2 separate regions of the Ovis aries genome follow, and region 1 is linked to region 2. The links are chromatin contacts, called in public Hi-C maps. All regions are on one chromosome and are shown on one strand. The core of a region is the stretch at or near the end of the contact, and the rest is flanking DNA. Distances in the headings are between cores, read along the strand shown.

Region 1 (3,235 bases), core at 594-3,093, 57 kb after region 2:
TGCCTATGAGAAACTGAGGCCCAGAGAGGCGGAGGGACTCACCTGGGCCTGGGATGAGTGGCAGAGCCGGGACTGGGGTTGCCAGGCGGGCACTCAGCCAGGCTCCTCCCCGCAGCGCCTCAGCGTGCAGAACGTCATCTACGTGCGGGGCTGCACCAACGCCGTGCTCATCTGGTTCATGGACAACTACACCATCATGGCGGGCCTCCTGCTGGGCATCCTGCTCCCCCAGGTGGGCTGGTCCCTCCTCCACCAGGGAGGGCCCAGGGGTGGGGTGGGCAGGCTGTGGGCCGGGGTGATGTGTGGCTTGGTGATTAGAGTGCAGAGGAGGGACAAAACTGGGGTGAAGGGTGCTCGGCTATGCTGGGCTCAGACGGCGAGGGCTGGGGGGCTGGAAAGAGAGGGCGAATGGCCCGGATAGTGAGTGACACCCACCGCGCCCCTTCTCCTCAGTTCCTGGGAGTGATGCTGACATTCCTGTACATCACCCGGGTGGAGGACATCATCGCGGAGCACTCTGTCACCGACGGGCTCCTGGGGCCCGGCACCAAGGCCGGCGTGGAGGCGGCAGGCACGGGGTGCTGCATGTGTTACCCCATTTAGGGCCGTGGCCTGGGCATCGGCTCCGGAAGGACCGTGACGGGACCGCTTTGCTGAGGCCACGTCAGGGGCGGGAGGGGGTCTGGACAGGCCTGCGGCTCCTCTCAGCATACTCAGCACTGACCAAAGCCCCGGCTGTGTTTGCTCAGGGCTCCCAGACTACTGCATGTCTGGAGGCAGAGCCACCCCCCAGCTGCGGGACTCTGTGCCTGCCCACCCTGCTGGGCATGGGGAACCGGCGCCCCTTCTCCAGGCTCCAGCCGCTGGGAAGGGGGAGCTCAGTGCTGGGCTTCAGACCCACCTCATTTCTGGTAGTGCCTTGGCCTTGGGGTTTGAGCCTTTGAAGGCAGTTTTGTACTGACTTGTAATCGGGTAGCGAGGAGACACACGTGCCCCGTGGTGAAGGAGGGGAGGGGTGTAGTCCCCTGCCCCCCGTCCTTCGGCCTCACTCCTGAGGCCAGGGTGGGCCTATTTCTCAGCCTCCCAGGTGCCTTGAGCCCTCCCCAGGGCTGCTGCTTTGCTGACCTGTTTTTTTACATGATTTTTGTAACATTCATTTTGTACACAGTTAATAGGACTTTCCGACTAATCAAAGCTGGATGTTACCCGCCCCTTACAGTCTTCCCTCTCCAAGCCAGTACATTAATCAGACAATAAAGATGTGATTTTTTTCCCTGGTGTTTCATTTGTGCTGTTTAGGTCAAGGGTGGGTGAAGAAAACCTCAGGTTAGGCTTGGAAGTCCCTCATTGGTGCAGAGATTGAAGGGGGGTCATCCTGGAACCAAGATTTGGGACAGTGCAAGACACTAAGGCTGGGAGGAGGGAAGATCACCGAGGCCGCCTGCTCCCTGCTTGGAAACACCTCCCCCATCCTTTGGTGTTGCTGCTTCAGGAAATGGCTTTTCCCAGCTGTGCTTGTGGGCAGGGCATGGAGCCTCTCTTGCCTGTCATTCCTGCTAAGAATTCACTGTGGGACCTCTGGGAAAGAGACAGTGATGACAACCTGTTTTACAAACTGGGAAACTGAGGCCAAGCCACCACGGCATGAGTCTCCACTTCCAGGAAGTGAACAGATTGGAACTAGGAAAGTCAGGCGTCCAGGAGGGAGCAGTGCCCACAAATCCGCCTGTGGCCATTGGGCTATAGAACTAAAATGATTCTCCTGCTGTAAACAGCCCATTGTTCCCAGGGCCTGGGGTGGGGCTGGACATTGCTCACCATTAGCAAAGGGTGGTGGGTGCTCGTCGCCCCCTGCTGGAGATGGCAAGACCTGCATGGATCAGCCCTCCCAAGCCTTCCCTGCCCCAAGACCTGGGTTCTAGATTTGCTCTGAGGTTCTTAGCAGCCAGAGCAATAGAAATAAACAGCATGAGCCCCAAACCTGAAGAAATCAGTTTAAGAATGTTAAGGGAACTGCCCATCACACCCAGCATTTACATAGTGGCCATATGTACAAGCCTGCATTGTCTGACATGTGGGAAAGGGCGACTGCTGCTGCTGCTAAGTCGCTTCAGTCGTGTCCGACTCTGTGCGACCCCATAGGCGGCAGCCCACCAGGCTCCCCTGTCCCTGGGATTCTCCAGGCAAGAACACTGGAGTGGGTTACCATTTCCTTCTCCAGTGCATGAAAGTGAAAAGTGAAAGTGAAATCTCTCAGTCGTGTCCAACTCTTGGCGACCCCATGGACTGCAGCCTACCAGGCTCCTCTGTCCATGAGATTTTCCAGGAGGGCTATTTTTTAAAAGGATAGAATAATAACAAGCACATCAGTGAGCACACTCTGTCTCAGAAACTTGTCTAAACACAGATATCAACTCCTTTCACCCTTAACCGCTGTATGTGGTAATTCTTGTTATCTCCATTTTATTGATGGAGAAACTGAGGCAAGTTGTGGTTAAGTAACTTGCCCAAGGCACACGCTGGTAAGTGCAAAGCTCTGCCGTAAGTCTGGGTGGAATCTCTCTTGCCCTTAGCCCCTCTGTTCCACTGCCTCCGTTGCCTCGTGTGGACATATGGTACTAAGCATGACAAACCCGTGGTAGCTGCTACTCCAGCTGTCTCCAGCGGTTGGTGATTGCAGCCACCTGCCTGGTCCCCATTGTGATCCCTGCACACGAGACCAGGTCAAGCTCTGTGGCTGGTGGCCTCATGGCTGCTCTCCAAGGATTCTCTCTGTGCTCAGAGGGGGTGGCAGCTGCCTCAGGAACAGCAAGATGACAGAGCCACTGAGAAGGCTGGGACAGCAGAGTCTGCTTATCCAAAGTCACGTTGCCCTGGTACTTGTAAGCTTCTGGTTACCCTGACCTCCCTCTTTTCACCACTGCTTACCAACACCCCCAGCTCCCACTGTTGCTGCTGTGGATCACAGATCACAGATTGGTGTCCACAGGTGGCTGAGCTGCTGTGGACACTTAGCTCTTCTTTTTCTTCCAAACCTCAGCCACTCACGTCTCCAGAAAGCAAACAGAAGCCACAGAGAGGACTTTTTCAGTCCTGTCGTTGGGGTGCCCCTGATTTGCACCTTTTGTGCTTCCAAAGCAGTTACATCATCCTGACCTCTCATCACACAAGGATGGAAGAATGACCTTCAGAATGAGTCCTTTTCCCTCACCATGGCACACAGACAAAATGACGA
Region 2 (3,268 bases), core at 161-2,660:
GTCGCGAAGATCCCCTGGAGAAGAGATAGGCTACCCACTCCAGTATTCTTGGGCTTCCCTTGTGGCTCAGCTGGTAAATAATCCACTTACAATGCGGTAGACCTAGGTTTGATCCCTGGGTTGGGAAGATCCCCTGGAGAAGGGAAAGGCTACCCACTCCAGTATTCTGGCCTGGAGAATTTCATGGACTGTATAGTCCATGGGGTCGCAAAGAGTCAGACACCACTGAGTGAAACCATTCAAAGGACAGAAATGACAACTTCTAACCTTGAAGTAGGATGCCTTTGAAGCCCCAGGTTATTCATTTGAAGGTGACCCTCAGCAGTCCCTGGTTCCATGTCTCTACCCAACCTTGCAGGGTTTGCTCCCTTGTACCAGGAAACTGGCTTCCTTTCAACCCCTGGGCATGACATTGCTTCCCTCCCCACCCAGACCTTACTTGCTTCCTTCTACAGTGAAACCGGCAGAACTCTGGGGGCTGGGCCGCTGGTCTCTATCTGTCTCTGGCAGGCTTGTGAATTCAGATCCCGGGAATGGGACAAGAGTGCCATTCCCGAAGTCGCCACCAGGGACCACACCCAGCCCTGCCTTGAACTCTCATATTTAATTCCTGAATGCTACAAACATGGATTGCCTGGTTCCCAAGTCCCCAGCTGAGCTCGTCCTGCGGGGAAAGGAAAACAGCAGTGAGTCAAGCAGGGGCCGTGGGAGACAGACTCACAGCCAGGAAGACAGACTTTGACCCCAGACAGAGGAAAGGCTGGGCGGAAAGAGGGTGGGTCAGACCTGGGCTGTGTGCAAGGTCTGAGTTAGGGCTAGTGGGTGAGGGCTTCTCGGAGGAGGAGGCCATGGGGGCAGGGTTGCTACCTCACCTAGTCCCCAGTGAAGGAGAGGATCGGAGACTTGGGGGAAAGCCTCCCACTGTTACAAAAGGAACTGTGGGGCCTTCCAGGAGGGCCCTCCGCCCTACCCTGGTCTGCGGCGCCTTCCCAGATGCGACCCTCCCGCCCTGCTTAGACTGAACAACTCCATTTCCTTATTCCATTCATGGCTTGCACACTTAATTGCACATTTTTTAACGCCTTAAGCCATAAATTCCTGCTCTTTCCCCATGGTCTTCCCTCTGGACCGCAGTAGAAAGCGGGCATCTGTGTGCCCCGAATGAAGCACACTAGCTCTCTCCGTAGCGACGCTCTGCACACTCTCTCCCACGCCCCTCAACGCGCCTTAGCACCGGCGCTTCTAGATTTGCCCGCGACCTGGTTCGCACAACCCTCGCCCCCGCCCCTGCCTTGGCCTCCTCTGGGTCCAGGGCCTCCGCCCCGCCCCAGGCCCGCCCCCTCCCCGAGCGCCCATTGGCCGCTGGGGCTGGCCGGTCCCGGGCCGGAGCTGTGATTGCGGCTCGCCGGTGTCAGTCCCCGAGCGAGCGCGGGTGGCGGGGCCGGGAGCCGGTCCGGCAGCCGCAGGTGGGGCTGCTGGCAGCGAGGGACCCAGCCCGGGAGCCCCCCAGGATGCCCCGCGGGGACTCGGAGCAGGTGCGCTACTGCGCGCGCTTCTCCTACCTCTGGCTCAAGTTCTCGCTCGTCATCTACTCCACAGTGTTCTGGGTGAGTGACCCCAGTCGGGCCCCGGGATGGGAGGGGGAGAACGCACTCCCTTGTTCACCCACACGATGCGCCGGGGGGTGGGGGGATGGGGGTTGGGTTGGGTGCAGACTTGTCTGCACCAGGGAGGGGGCAGAAGCGCACAACTGGATTCTCGTCCCACTTTTCTTGGGAACCAGGAAATTCTGGCTGCTCGAGCTTAGCCTGAATTTCAGCCGCCGGGTGGGGAGCCTTAGAGCTCGTTGGCAAGGGCTACGACGAAGGAGCTCCGCGTGGCTCACCTGTGTGCACCTGACCAGCAGTTTGGTTCTAGGAGTCCACCAGCCTGCCCTGGTGCGGTAGGCTGTGGTTACCACGTTTGGCCGCTCCCGCCCCGCCTGCCGGGTGTTACTGAGTTCGCCTACCCATCATTCTGTGGAGCAGTGGTCAGGCTTTGTGGTCTGCGGTTGGGGGACCTGGACTCCTTATCCTGTCCCACTATATACCTGCCAGCGTCCCCCAGGATGCCTCCCCATTGTGCCGCTGGTTCCTCTAGGGTGGAAGGAGGTGCCTTGTAGGAGGTGTGGTCAGGCGGATTCCACCAGAAGTGTCTGAGGATATCTCCAGCTGCTTTTAGGTGCTCAGATCTTTAAAAAGCCCCTGCACTTTACCTTCTCCTCTCTCCTGTTGGAGGACAGGATGCTTGTGGTTGGACATGAACCAGCTTCAAATCCTGCCACTACCACTTTACAGCTGAGTGATAGTGGGGAAGTTACTTCGTCTCCTGAGGCCATGGTTTCCTCATGTGCCCATAGAAACAGTGATGATACTCAACTTTCAGAATGGTTGTGGGGATTAACTGAAACAGGTCAAATCCGTTGCTTATTACAGGGACCAGCAAAGAGCTCAAGAAATCCCAGCCATTGTTATTACGGACAGGGGAGCGGACCCTCCTGGTAGGCTGACCCAGTAGACTGGGTTTCACTATGGAGATTTCGGACTGGGCTGGGCCGCCTCCTAGAAATGAGGACTTCTTTCTACAGGCCAGTGCCAGCCCTGCCACTCTAGAATAGTTCCCCTGCCCCCAGTATGCCACAGGACAGACTTGCCCAGGTACCTGACACCCATCCCCTGCAAACACATGCACACTCTGGGCTCTTTCTCAACCTTCACTGAGTCTTTTCTTCTGGTGGGAACTGCGAGATCTGCCATCAGGCTTTCCTTGTGACCCCTCTGTGGATGTGACCTTACCTGGTGTCCAGATCCAGATTCTTGATTTGTTCTGTTACTGACTCAATGGGAGATCTTAGGCAAGTCACTTCCCTGTCTGGGGCCTCAGAGCTGTGAATTGACTCACCCAGCTCCCAGTTCAGTTCTCTGACTCTATGTAATGAGCAAGAGTGATGAGCAGTATGTACGGGGGCTGGAGCACAGACTCACTGATGGATGGTCCAGGGAGGCAGAAGTGTTTCGTTTTGTTTTTTAATATTCATTATTTTGGCTGCGCTGGGTCTTTGTTATGGCACGTGGGAACTTTAGTTGCAGCATACAAACTCTTAGTTGCAGCAGGTGGGATTTCCTCAGTCAGGGATCAAACCTGGGCCCCTGCATTGGGAGTGTGGAGTCTTAGCCACTAGACCACCAGGGGAGTCCCAGGAGCAGAAGGTTTTATGTGAAACTGGGAT

Evidence for each region. Hi-C and Micro-C count contacts between places; a contact is called where the count stands out from the background.
Region 1: a contact with region 2 is called in a Hi-C map of hypothalamus, with 5 times the contacts expected there. The contact joins the enhancer-like site here to the promoter of TSPAN15 in region 2. A contact is called at or near these places in 5 of 16 Hi-C or Micro-C datasets (hypothalamus, mesenteric adipose tissue, muscle and 2 more).

The regions. Positions count from the first base shown.
Region 1 is chr25:25,064,393-25,067,627 of ARS-UI_Ramb_v3.0, forward strand. TSPAN15 (tetraspanin 15) reads left to right here. Exons shown (of 6, transcript XM_027962432.3): 5 at 116-232; 6 at 454-1,273. The coding sequence ends at 603. Among named protein-coding and RNA genes, the nearest start is that of NEUROG3, 48 kb to the right of the region's middle. Within about 2 kb of position 1,844, at least 23 of the 54 cell types and tissues checked have an H3K27ac peak or open chromatin away from gene starts, as enhancers often do. A contact at or near this core is called in hypothalamus, where this site is marked.
Region 2 is chr25:25,007,576-25,010,843 of ARS-UI_Ramb_v3.0, forward strand. TSPAN15 (tetraspanin 15) reads left to right here and starts at 1,411. Exons shown (of 6, transcript XM_027962432.3): 1 at 1,411-1,607. The coding sequence starts at 1,512.